2 separate regions of the Rattus norvegicus genome follow, and region 2 is linked to region 1. Evidence: chromatin contacts called from public Hi-C data. All regions are on one chromosome and are shown on one strand. Each heading gives the region's core, a stretch centred on a gene start, on an enhancer-like site or on the middle of the called end of the contact. The rest is flanking DNA. Distances are from core to core; before and after follow the strand shown. Region 1 holds the start of Rfx8 (regulatory factor X8). Region 2 holds the start of Map4k4 (mitogen-activated protein kinase kinase kinase kinase 4).

What was found. Hi-C and Micro-C count contacts between places; a contact is called where the count stands out from the background.
Region 2: a contact with region 1 is called in a Hi-C map of Schwann cells, with 4 times the contacts expected there. The contact joins the promoter of Map4k4 here to the promoter of Rfx8 in region 1. A contact is called at or near these places in 1 of 12 Hi-C or Micro-C datasets (Schwann cells) and 1 of 1 datasets of contacts at active chromatin or transcription factors (oligodendrocytes).

What each region holds. Positions count from the first base shown.
Region 1 is chr9:49,512,605-49,519,065 of GRCr8, forward strand. It overlaps Rfx8 (regulatory factor X8), which reads right to left and starts at 4,519. Exons shown (of 14, transcript XM_039084547.1): 1 at 2,267-4,519. The coding sequence starts at 2,331. It overlaps LOC108351918 (a long non-coding RNA gene), which reads left to right and starts at 3,452. Exons shown (of 3, transcript XR_010054767.1): 1 at 3,452-3,831.
Region 2 is chr9:49,692,170-49,698,660 of GRCr8, forward strand. It overlaps Map4k4 (mitogen-activated protein kinase kinase kinase kinase 4), which reads left to right and starts at 4,531. Exons shown (of 32, transcript NM_001401996.1): 1 at 4,531-4,900; 2 at 5,123-5,188. The coding sequence starts at 4,844.

The DNA of each region.
Region 1 (6,461 bases), core at 3,269-5,768:
AGACACGGGTGGGTCCAACCAAATGACCTCTGTCTAGGTTACTGAGTGGAACTGCAGAAGCTCACAGGCAGGAGAAAGGAATCTTTTTCTTTTTCACTTGGCCCAGGGTGAGGAGTAGAGACTATGGGTTTTCAGTTGTTGGCACTGTTAAGGTTTGGGTTTTTATTGCAGGGGAATTTGCATGTTAAAAAGGAAGTAGATACGGTCTGGTGGACCTTTACAGAGCTGCAGCTGAGATTTGCCTGGTCGACTGCAAGATGCCACAGTGGAGAATGAAGGAGTCCAGGCTGGTGGGATGGTATGGATGTTGACTGGTCCCCGAGTCCCACTGACAGACTGACCTCTACCTTATGGTGGAACCTTTAGAACTGGTTAAGGAAGTTAAATGACTTTGATGGGGCTATTTCTACCCAGGGTCCCCTCCTCTCTGATTTACAGCTGCCAGTAACAGTACTGGTCCCTAAGATACTCTCCACAATGCTCTGTCCTGCTGCAGACACATGAACAACGGGGCCAGCTGAGGACTGACAACTCTGGAGGAGCTATTAGTTAAACTATATTTCTTATTAACCTGACTTTTTTCAACAATTGCCATTTTTATCTCTCCCATTATAATGTAAATATAATAAGCAAGAAAGCCACAGATATTGCGGCTGGCACAGGGACCCCAGGGAGCGCAGCCCAGTGAAGTATCTGCTCCGGTAAGCCTGACCTCTATCGCATGTGACTCCGAGGAGAGGGTGTGAGACAGGTGACTACCACAGGTGACTCTGCTTAAGGGGCTGCTAGTGTGCCACCAAAATGTGCCTGCATGTTACCTGAGGTTGGATGCCAGGGCCTGACCGAGCCAGGTCCCCACGGTCTGTTTCTACACTATTGTGTCCAGTCTTGTGCTCCCCAGGCTGTCTCTTCCTGTCTCTGATGTGGAGACCTTATTCCCCCAGACTAGCCAACACCCCAACATAATTTATCATGTGCAGATGACAGTGGTACTTACGTCCCAAACAGGACCCTACCCAACTAACAGATAGTTGTCCCTCCTAGCGCCGACTGGAAAACAGGAGCTGAAATAATGCAGAAATGGGGCTCTTCTTCTACAGGACAACATCTGGGGCCTCTCCCTGCTTTCTTGAGCTGCCTGCCAGGGCTCCTCCAGCTCTTGGCCACTGCTGCCCCTCCCTCTGGATAGCCTGGTCTCTTTGTTCCAAGGTTCTACATTAGACACTGGAACAGTGGTTGAATGCCAACGTTAAGAGAATTGAAGTCTTTTGGCTCTCTCAACCCTGCAGAACTTGTGGCCAAGTATGTCAATCAGACTTGTTGCTCAAATGCACCCTCGGTTATCACCAAAAGGGACATGGGCCACTTGCCTTGCCTCTCCACAAGCTACCTAAGAGGATTCCCAAGTATTTTAAACTTTGTAGTTATTCTTTCAAATCTCTGTAGCAAAGTTCAACACCCAGAAGCAAGCAGTGGTGAGCTGAAGTAGTTAATTAAGGCATGGAACTGACTTTTTCTGCTAAGAAGGCAGACAAGGGGGTCTGATTACATTTTCCCCCCTCACTCAAGATGAGAAGGGCAATATATTCTCTTTTGGAAGAAAGTAGTAACATTTATAATCATAAACATATTTTTCTCCCCCATCCCCCACACTTCTTACTCAGATGACTCTTTAAAAGTTCTCTCTGAGAAATATTTCTTAAAGCTTACAAGAAGAAAACTGTATGCTGATATAAAATGGTCACCTTATAAAGCTGCAGTCTAAGAACTGGCTTTAATTATTTTCCTATTTATAAAGAGCTGCAAACTCTGAGTTCAGTCCCACGGGCTAAAGTTATTTTTCTTTCTAGTTCCCCTCCCCCATTTAAATAGCCAAGAAATGAATTTCACAAATAATACGGAATGCACTGTTGAAGCTAAAAGTTGTTTTAAGACACTTCCATTCTAGAGCTCATGCCAGGAGGGAAAAATAACAACAACAACAACAACAAAAACCGCTTCCTCCCTGACCAACGCCTGCCTGCGTTCCAGGTCTCAGAACAGACTCAGCTCCTCTCCGGTCCGAACAGGCTGGATTGCTCCCCACGGGAAGTGTGACCCTCCGGGACAGCTAGGTGGAAAACCCGCGCCGGATGCGGATCCGGGACTGTATGTGTGTGAGCCCGTGTCCTCCGCGGGTGTCTCCTGAACCAGGGGTGCTCCTCTCCCGTCCTCCGGGGCTCCCCGCCCGCTGGCAGCGCCCGCCCCGCGGCGTCCCGACGCTCACCACTGGATGATACCCCGGTGCAGGCCGCGGCCGCCCGCAGGGGAGGCCGGCACCGCCTCCGCCATGGCTCGCCCGGCGGGCAGCGAGCGGGGCACCGGTCCTCTCCGCCGTGTTTACTTTAGAGCGGAGGCGCGCGGGGGGCGCGCGCAGCCAGGGGGGAGGATGCTGGGCACACGCCCTGCACTCAGAGGTGCGGGTTGGGGTCGCCTCCACGCCCACCCCCACCAAAGGCCAGAGAGGCACCCCACATGCCGCCGCCCTTCCCCGCCCTGGCCAACTTTGGTTGGACTAACGGATCAAGCTAAGAAACAGCAGAGAAATACCCAAGTATATGCTTCCGGCCAGTTCACTGGCAGTGTTTGATCATCAAGGGTCTGTAACTGGTCAGCACTTGGGAATTACTTGATTATTTTGGCACTTTGAAAAATATTGACTTCTAGCCAACACCTCCTTCCTCACGAGGTTCAATATAATGGGGCCTGGATGGGGGTGCGACGGGGGAGGGAAGTTGGCCTGGGAAAAGTTCTCCTCTGGACCAGAGGCTGTGTCCCAGGTGGCCTAGAAGCTGAAAACAGAATCCCAGGAAGAGGGACCCCAGGTGAAGCTTGAAGTCAAGGTGGTGGCCGGTGGCCGCTGCTGCAGACTGATTCCTCCAAGCCTGCAGTCAGGACAAGGCCTTTCTTGCCCTGTGGACCCAAGTGTGTGTTAACATGACTGTTTTGTGACTGAGGGGCCAGCTGTCTCAGAAGCTCACATCTTTCTTGGGGAAATAGTCAATTGTATCCAGTGCTACTGGACAGGTACTGACCAAACACGTCAAGAGTCCAACCGTGGGGACATGACATTGGCTGCTCACTGGTTACAAGGACGTCTTAATCCAGATGAAAAACATACTTGCTAACGTCAACCCTCAACTTACGAATGAGTGAAGGCTTACTTATGAATGAATGAACAGCTGTCCACCAAGCATCTGAAGAGATGATAGACTCAAGATGACAAGGAGATGCAAGCCCAGGCTGTAATGGAATGACTTTTTTTTTTTAAGACTTATTTTATTTTATGTGAGTACGCTGTCTCTGTCTTCAGACGCACCAGAAGAGGGCATTGGATCCTACTACAGATGGCTGTGAGCCACCATATGGTTGCTGGGATTTGAACTCATGACCTCTGGAAGAGCAGTCAGTGCTCTTAACTGCTGAGCCATCTCTCCAGCCTTGGAATGACTTTTAAAAATAGAAAGCAAATGTTGATGAACAGGGAGAGAAGACTGGGACCCTTGCTTCCTGATGCTGGCAGTTTAAAGTGGAGCCATTGCTATGGGAAACACTGACTGCTCTGCTAACCGGGGTTAGCAAGGGACCAGGTGGTGCCCACTTCTAGATGCACTCAAACTGAGAGCAAGCACTGAAGTGTGTGCAGCCCCGAGTTCATAGCAACACCATCCATGGGGACGCCATCCAAGTGTCACGGACAGACAGATGGGCAAAGAAGATGTGGCATATCCCAACCATAATCCAGTATTCCTTCTGAAAAAGTAATGAGACTCAGACACGTGCTACAATCTGGTAGGATTTTAAAACTCTTACACTAATCCAGGGATGCCCCAAAGGGTGCTCCTCCTTACACATCTGGTCATCAAACTCAGAGAAAATAAATGGTAGTTGTCTAGCTGTATTTGGGAAGGGCATTTATTAATTAGGGAATTTGTATCTATCACGGTGGAGTTTCAGTCTAGCACAGTGGTTCTCACTTTGTGGGTTGTGAACCCCTCCATGGGGGTTGCCGAAGACCACCAGAAAACACAGATATTTACATTATGACTCACGATGGTAACAAAATTATGAAGTAGTGGCAAAAATAATTTTTTCTACTTAAAAGGGTGAAGCATCAGGATTGAAGACCCCTGGTCTTGCACAATGAAAACCTCTGGAGATAGATTGTCTCTGTTGGACAGTGTGTATATACTCAATGTTGTTGAGTAAATGGGAAAATGTTTTATGTGATACACACTGACCACCTTTTGAAACAAACACACCTATTTAAAAGCGACTTACAACAGCAGGGCAGAGATTCATTAAGACCATGAAAGGGGGGCTGGAGAGATGGCTCAGCGGTTAAGAGCACCCGACTGCTCTTTGTCATGAGTTCAATTCCCAGCAACCACATGGTGGCTCACAACCATCTGTAAAGAGATCCGATGCCCTCTTCTGGTGTATCTGAAGACAGCTACAGTGTACTTATATATAATAAATAAATAAAATAAATCTTTAAAAAAAAAAAAAAGACCATGAAAGGGCCAACTGCCTCCCACATTTGGGTACATCCGTTTGTGGCAGCCTCCCTTCCTTGGGAACAGCATCATTGGGTAAGCTTCCAAGGTGGTTCCAAAGGAGCAATTACAGGACATTCAAGGAAGAACCTTACCCTGAGGTGTGACTAAGTCACTGGAGCTGATACAGGATGGTGTCTGGGCCTTCTTGGGGACACTGCACTACACTGGGTGAATTCAGCCTTGTCCTCAGGCAGAATGTTCAGGGCTGGATTGAGTGGAGGGTCCGTGAGCTGATTCAGTCAACAAGTGGTACCATTGCTAATGTACTTTTCTCAGCTCAGTTTCTTTGTTCTTGAAAAGCTGATTTAAAAACCACCTGGTAGGGACAAACGATGTTGCATCATGCTCTCAGAGCTGGAGGCTGAGAGGGATTCTGGAGAGCATCCCTCAGGGCAGGGAAGGCCAGGTGTAGATGTAGGTGAGACGCTGGTCTCAGGCTCATCCAGGAGAAACAGCTGCCAGGAGAGAGGGGAGTAAGATGGCAACTTCATTGAAGAAATAGCAACAAGAGAAAAAATAAGGAGAGAACGGCTGGGAAAGACACCCCCACCCCCACGGCAGCTGTCTCCCAGCCAGCCCTCTTTCTCTAGTTGTGTCTCCAAGTGCAGCTAGGTCCTTTGCTGCTCCAAGAAGAGCATGGAGATTCCCCTTGTCGTTTATCCCTGGGCTTCCCTCAGTGAGCCTGTGGCTCCTGCTCACAGGTTCAGGGCAACAGAGGCCATGGCTCCTCCCATCCCAGAGGCTGCTTCATCATCAGCTCAACCCCCTGCCACTCAGGTAAGCGCGCAAGACACTAACTCCTGTCCACAGAGACCAGACATAACCAAGGCCAAGTGCCTGTCTGTCATTCCAGGCCTTGTTACCCCACTTGGATTGTGTAATGTTTGTGTGCCCAACAAGCACCAACGAGTTTCTGGCTTGTGGTTGGACATCGGCAGTACATGTGACACTGTGACTCTTGGGTTGACTACTGGTTTCTGCTAGTTGTTACTTCCAATGTGTGATGTTACAAAATGCAAACATTACCTCATTTTAGCCCAAAGCTATTGAGGCCTGTTGATTAAAGGACTCAGGAAATGAGGCCATGGGGTCGATTTCACACCCCAAGGGCCACCCGAGTCATGTGATCAAGCGTGTGACAGATTCAGACTTTGATTAGTTACATGCCAATGCTGTGACATTCTTAGAAGGTTTACCCTTGGCCTTTGCCTTCTTAATGGGCTAAGTGTGCAAAGGGTGCATGACTTCTTACCCGCAGAATATTTATGGCTTTTATTAGAGTCGAACATAAAACTACCTAAGTGCTAAGTAAAAAGTCTAGACACCATTTTCGTTTCAAAGGATGATTCACAGCAACTGACATAACGGAAACTTTGTAGCTGAAGGGACAGCCTGGCCCATGCTTCTAATACTCCCATACTAGAAAAGCCCTTTTCTGTCTGATTCTGACTCAACATCTCCACTTTCCTACACAAAGGGAAAGGAAATAGGTTTGAATGTTTCTATTATATAGAATCTCAGTTCTTTAAGCTGCATCTTATGCACACAATGCTCCTGGGACTGAGAATGTATCTCTTACAGCTACATTGACTTCTTTTTCCTCCTTCAGGCTAATTGGTCTCTAGATTATCCAATTAGTCTGGATTCACCTTCTGAGAGGGCAGCAGCTGGGCTTTCTATGTGCACAAAGCCACCTCTGATGATCCTGGGTGCTTAATTGTTCAATTCTTGCAATTATTCACGTTCTGGGGATGGACCCAGGTGCCTCCAGGCACTGATAGGTTTTTAAGTAAAGCTAATGAGCACACGGAAAGCACTGGGCCAGAGACTCACCATGTAGCAGGCAGTTGAGCAAAGGGGCCA
Region 2 (6,491 bases), core at 3,281-5,780, 180 kb after region 1:
CAAACTAATAGCCCTGCATAATTAAGCTCCCCTTGTAACTTCTGCACCCGGGTACGGATGGGACTGCCATCCCTCCCACCCCAGGAAGATGAGTGTTCATTTCATGTCTCATAGCCTGCTGGACTCCAGAGCAGCTCACATGTTGTGGTTTGACTGTGTCACTTAGAGTTCCTGTGTTGGAAACTTAATCCCCATTGCAATAGTGTTGTGAAGCAGGGCGTTTAGAGGTGCACAGGCCTTGCCAGGCTCTGCGCTGTGCACTCCTTGAACAGAGTTTTGATTTTAGATGTTTGCAAAGGCCTATGTATTATGTGGCTGGCTTGTTTCCCTAATGTTGCTAGTGAGGCTGCAACTTCAGGAAGTGAAGTCTAGCAGGGATTCTGGGTCAGTAAAGGGCTGGAGGTTTAGTGAGACCCTGCTCCCTCCTCTTCTTTCCCTTCTGGCTTCTATGAGATGAATGACTATGTCTTGGAATGTGCCCCCTGCCACAGTGTGTCGTCTCGCTGTAGGTTGAGAAGCAACAGGGTCAATGTATCATGGACTGAAACCTCCCAGGCTGAGGAAATAGAGCTTTCTCTTGCTATATTGAAGGTCAATTAACATACTCTGTCTCTAAGGATCCTGACGGGAGTCTTTTGCCCCATATGGCTGAGATCTTCACTCTTTCAAGTTTTCTTTCTTTATCTAAGACATCAATTTTACTCCCTGACCTAAAATGCCAGGTTGGTACTTATTTTCCAGTTTACCACTTTCTCAGTTTGTGTTCTCAATTGGATACTATTTTAGTAACTTTTCTGTTGTTGTGACAAGACACCATAAATAAAGCAGCTTATAGAAGGGCTTATTTGGGGCTTACAGTTCCAGAGGGATAGTCATCTATCATTATCGTGGCAGGGAGCAGGGCAGGAGGAGGCAGGAAGCAACAGCTCAGAGCTCACATTCTGATCCACAAGCAGGAGGCAGAGAAGCACTGGGAATAATGTGTGTTTTCTGAAGCCTTAAGCCCACCCCCAGTGACACGCCTCTTCCAACAAGGCCACACCTACTAATCCTTCCCAAACAGTTCCACCAACTGGGACCAAGTACTCAAACAGATGAGTCCATGGTTCCCTTCTCATTTTAAACTACCACAGATACCTAACAACCAGGACTTATCCCCACCCAAATTCCTATGCTGAAGCTTTGACTTTCTCCTCTCTATAGGTTTGTAAGGGGAGGTAGGGTCCTTGGGAAAGTAATACAGGTGTGCTAAGTTGAGCTGAGGAGATGGTTCAGTGGTTAGGGTCACTTGGCTGAGAATCCGGGCCTTGTTTCTCAAATCCATATCAGATGGGTCAAAAATGACTGTAATTTCAGTTCCAGGGTGCTCTGATGGCCTCTCTGGCCTTTTGGTGCCCAGACCAACAGGCAAACACACATACATATTAAAAATAAAACAAAAACAAACCAACAAGGGCGGATCCTACAGCACTTGCTTTTCTTTCTTTCTTTCTTTCTTTTTTTTTTTAAAGATTTTATTTATTTTATCTATGTAAGTACACTGTTGCTATCTTCAGGCACACTAGAAGAGGGCATCAGATCCCATTACAGATGGTTGTAAGCCACCATGTAGTTGCTGGGAATTGAACTCATGACCTCTGGAAGAGCAGACGGGTGTTCTTAACCGCTGAGCCATCTCTCCAGCCCTGCACTTGCTTTTCTTAATCAGGCACCCAGGTGGATATCTTCCAGATAGGAAGAGCCTTAGTTAAAACTAAGAAGTCGGAAACCTTCATCTTAGACACAGAGCCTCTGAGGTATAAAAAAGTAATCCATCTATCAGCAGGGGATAGTTGCCAAGATCTTCAATGGGTGTCTGAAAATGGAGAGAGTGTCTAAACACACACATTGATACACAGACACAGATGTGGGTATGATACATATGTATCATCTTCCTATACATACCTGATACAATTTAATTCATGATGTAGGCACAGGGATTTACTAAAAACAGTAATAAAGTAAAATAGGTATAACAATATATGTAATAGGTTGTTTAACTTGTGAAATGTATCCAGAACTTTTCATTTAAGTTTTCAGACTGAAGTTGGTCTCAGGTAAAGGACACCACAGGAAGGAAAAATCTAACCGAGGCTGCCATGCTAAAGCTACCCAGTTCAAGGTGTTTTCTAGAATTAGGTGAACTGATACATGGGCGTTTTCAGCAAGGCTTTACCCACAGAGCTAGTTTCAAGCGGGGCAGATGTGAGACTGTTTCATTTACTTTGGCTTTGGGTTCAAGAGCAAACATTTGGTCCCTGTTACCCAGCAAGCCCCATCTTTCCCTCTGCTCCTAGTTAGCAAGTGCAGAGTTCTGAACCACAGGTAGAGGGGTTACCCTTTGACTCTATGCCGCTTTCTGGAATCCCTTCGTGTTTCAAGTCTTTGGAGAATCTACCCTCCTGTGACCTAGTCACAGCCCTCACTGCTCCTGCTTCAGCTCTGGCTTCTTATTTGCCTTCCTTATCTCTTGCCTCTATCTGGAATACCAAAGAGGAAATAGGCTGAGAGGTTAGACAGCGGGAGCAAGGTTGCACAATTGATAAATAATAGAGCCAGGGTTTAAACCCAGTTCAGCTTTGCCCTAAATCCTGCAGACTTTCAGAGAACACAGTTTAGTGTCCCTTCTGTCTGGCTGGAATTACAATATTATATTGTGGGTATTTATAAACCACCCCATGGCTGTTAGCTGTAAGTTCTCTGAGGACACATTGGAATGCTCTTTCAGATATCCTGGGCGCTGGCTTGCCCTTTTAATAATAGATACTGCCTTGAAAATGGAAAACAACGGCTTCATTGCTGATCCTGCTCACTGCAACTTAGGATGGGTGGTTGTGGGGGGATTTGGATGTGGTGGTTCTGAAGTGATGGGGGGGGGAGGATTCGTATAGATAAGAAGAAGTGGTATGAGGAAGGGCCTCCATGTCATAGGTCTGATGTTAACCTGTAGAAGAGCTGGGGGGAGGCTGCCGTATCTGTATAGCCATCAGCTGTGCACAGTGGGAGAGGTAAATCTTCAGATTTTATTTCCGGATGCCTAAAGCTGCAAAATTAAGAGTACCACTGGAGGTTAATGTGAAGAACAGTAAGATAACACATATGAAATGGTTGGCATACGTCACTATATTATTAATAATAACAAAGCCAAACTAGAAAAGCGCTAACAAACTCACAAACATTTTTGTTACTGTGTTTCCTAATAAAGAGATATCGGGATAATTTCACTTTACAATAGAGTCTCGTGTCAAACATCTTAGAAGAAACACCTAAGAAACATCTTAGAAGAAAAGCTTAAACAGCAGAGTGCTGGACATTGTCTGGGGGGCAGCCAACATGAACTCTGGGTATAAGCTGAAGTTGTGAGAACGCCTGCTCCTCCCTAGGTTAGGGTCTTTAGGGTTTGAGTACATCACTTGTAGTATTTGGGGTTTTCTACTTCGAGGCCATAAGGTGTGTACTGCTTAAATCAGAACAGTGTATGAGTGTATGGGGAGGGAAAGAGGTGCAGAACGTTAGTAGTGACAATTAGAAGGCCCATGAAACAGAGTGGATTTTGATCTTGGGGGCGCCCTGGAACACCAAGCTTAGCTTCATCTGTTAACTTAATAGGCCTATTCTAGGCCTTCCACATGTGGGAGTCAAGCAGTTTTACAGCGATCTTACAACACTACCTGGCTATTCTGGGGGTACTGTTGAGAACACCAGCTGTAAGGTATTATCGAGCCACTAAACATGTTTTTGGCTGGTCCCGAAGAGGGACAGTACTTGAATTGACTAGCTGACTTGCTGTAGCGTGCTGAAAGAAGCCTGTTTGGTGACCGTGGTGATCTCCAGATATTGTCCGGGTTTAGATCGGAGCAGAGGGCTCGCCCTCCCGCCCGCCCGTGGGCCACACGCGCTCGGGGACACAGCAGCGAGCAATCACAGCGACTGTTTTGGATTCGCCCGGACGATCAAGTGATGCTCGGTGAATCTTTCAACAGTAACCACGCCACAAACTGAGCCTGGAAAAGAGAAAGGAAAGAAAAACACCGTGGTGGGAGTGGGTGGGCGAAGGAAACCAGGGTCTTCGGGACCGACGGGCCGTAGGCGGCGGAGAGGACAGAGGCCGGACCCAGCGCGCCCGGGCACACCCTCTCTCCGGCAAGCAGCGCGAGTGGGTGTCCACCGGGCCGCCGAGCCGCTCGTAGTCTCTCAGTCATTGTTAGCGGAGGCTGGGGCGTTCCGCCGCGCCCCGCACCTCCTCCGGGAAGGCCCCGAGGGCTCCCGGCCCCACCCGGGGCCCGGCTGCCATCCGCCGAGGGCCGGCCGCCCCGCCATTGTTCGAGCCCCACCCCTGCTGAATATTCACGCGGGCGGGCGAGCGAGGGCGAGGGCCGGGTTCCACCCGCTCTCCCGGCGGAGGGGGCGGGGGAGCCGCTCGCCCCTCCTCAGCGGCGCCGGTCGGTGCCCCGCGTCCCCGCCCCCGCCCCCGCCTCCCGCGGCATCTTTGTTTCGCGGCCTCGCGTTCGCTTGCTCGCTCGCCGCGCTCTCCGGCCCCAGCTCCGGGCGGCTCGTGCAGGCGCGCGCGCGCGGGGCGCCGGGGCCTGAGGCGGCGGGCGACGCCCGGGGGGTGGGTGGGGGCCGAGGGAGGGCCGCCGCGCCATGGTGTGAGCCCCGTGGCCCGCGCTCGCCGCGCTCCGCTCAGACCAGACGACACGCCGCGCCGGCGGCGGCCTGCTTGTGCGGCCCGAGCCCCGGCGCCGCCGAGCCCCTGCCCGTCGCTCGCTCGCTCGCCTGCTCTTGGGGCGGCGACCCGGGGAAGATGGCGAACGACTCTCCGGCTAAAAGCTTGGTGGACATCGACCTGTCGTCCCTGCGGGTGAGTGCGGCCGCGCCCTGCGCGCCGCGGTGGACACGGACACCCGCGGGCGCGGCGGCCCCTTTGTCTGCTGGGCGAGCGGGCGGGCGGCTTCCGCGGCGCTCCCGGGGACCCGGCGGGGCGAGCCTTTGTCACCGCCCTGCATCCCTCCCTCCGCCCGCTCGTCCTCCTCGGTCGGGGTCCCCCTTTTGAGATGATAACCTCCCCCTCCTCTCTCCCCAGGACCCTGCTGGGATTTTTGAGCTGGTGGAAGTGGTTGGAAATGGCACCTATGGACAAGTCTATAAGGTCGGTGTGGGGCGCCTTTGTTCCCCGTGGCGTGGAGAAACTTCTTAGGGGACGAGGGAAAGGGTGACGGAACACTGCTGACTGCAGGCCGTGCTGCCTGGCCAAAGTTGAGAAAGGGGTTTTCGCCTGGCTTTTCTTGTTTCTTGTTTCTTTTTGTTTTTCGCCTGTGTTCAGACTGGCCTTAAAAGACCTCATTTCCTGGCTTTGAGATAAAGGAAATAAGCTACACTGTTAGGCATGCACTTAGCTTCAGCAAAATAGAAAAGGAATTTTGTGTTCGAGGGCGACCGAAGGGTCCCCCCCCCCATCCCCCTTTCCTCCAAATCTGGCCTCCATGCGTTTGCATTTGTATGTGAATTAAGATTCAGTGTAGACAGGCCTTGCCTATGATTACACTCAACCACTGCCTTGGGATTCTTGAGAATTGTCATCATGCCTTGGGAGTGCTTGCCAAAAGGATTTAACTTGGGGAGATTGGCTTTACCTGGAACTGCTCTTACCCTCTTCTGGTGGACAGTATTTTGGGGAAGCCGAGAGGAGTGTGCTTTTGGGCCACAGGAGCAGAAGGAATTACAGTGTGGGTATTATAAAATGTGAATTCCAGGAATAACCTGTGTGACAGCTGTGTAATTGAGATGGCTAGGAGGAGAGAGAGCTAAGGTGTAGACAGGATGCCTGCTTCACACCCACCACCCCTTCTCTTTCTTTAAATGTACCCTCCTCTCCAGGCTGCAAAGGAAACTAAGGGAGCTGTGAGTTCGTGCTGAGTAGCTGGCCCCTGATGTTGCTAACTGTTGTTGTTCATTCCGTTTTGCTCGTTCTAGAACTAGAAGTGGGGCTCAGGCTCCTAAGTGTTTAAAAACACGAACAAAGCAAAAAAAAAAAACACAAAACAAACAAAGCAAAAAACCCTTTTAAGTTCTCTTTCCTGGTTTCTTTCTTGTTAGCAAATGGTTTTCTGGAATTATCTTTGCTTGGGGAGTTTTCTAGTTACTGGGACTGGGTCAAGGTTGAGCTACAAAGGAAAAAAAAATATCTTGTGAAGGAGGGCTTTGTGACTCGCCATGAAGAATTGTCATTGTTTCCTTAAAAATGGGGGTGGTGGTTGAAGCTGACTGTAGACATTTTCTGAGGCCAAATTAAGTGTGGATTCTATTGTCCCTTTTCTGTTTTATGAATAGGGTTTATGTGCTTCTGATTGCTTCTCCCAGTTCCAGCTTCTCCCTTCCCCCACCACAGGGCCTGGATGGTGGTGTGGACCGGCCTGTGGTCTGAGCCTGAGTCAGTGCTCTTAGGTGATCTC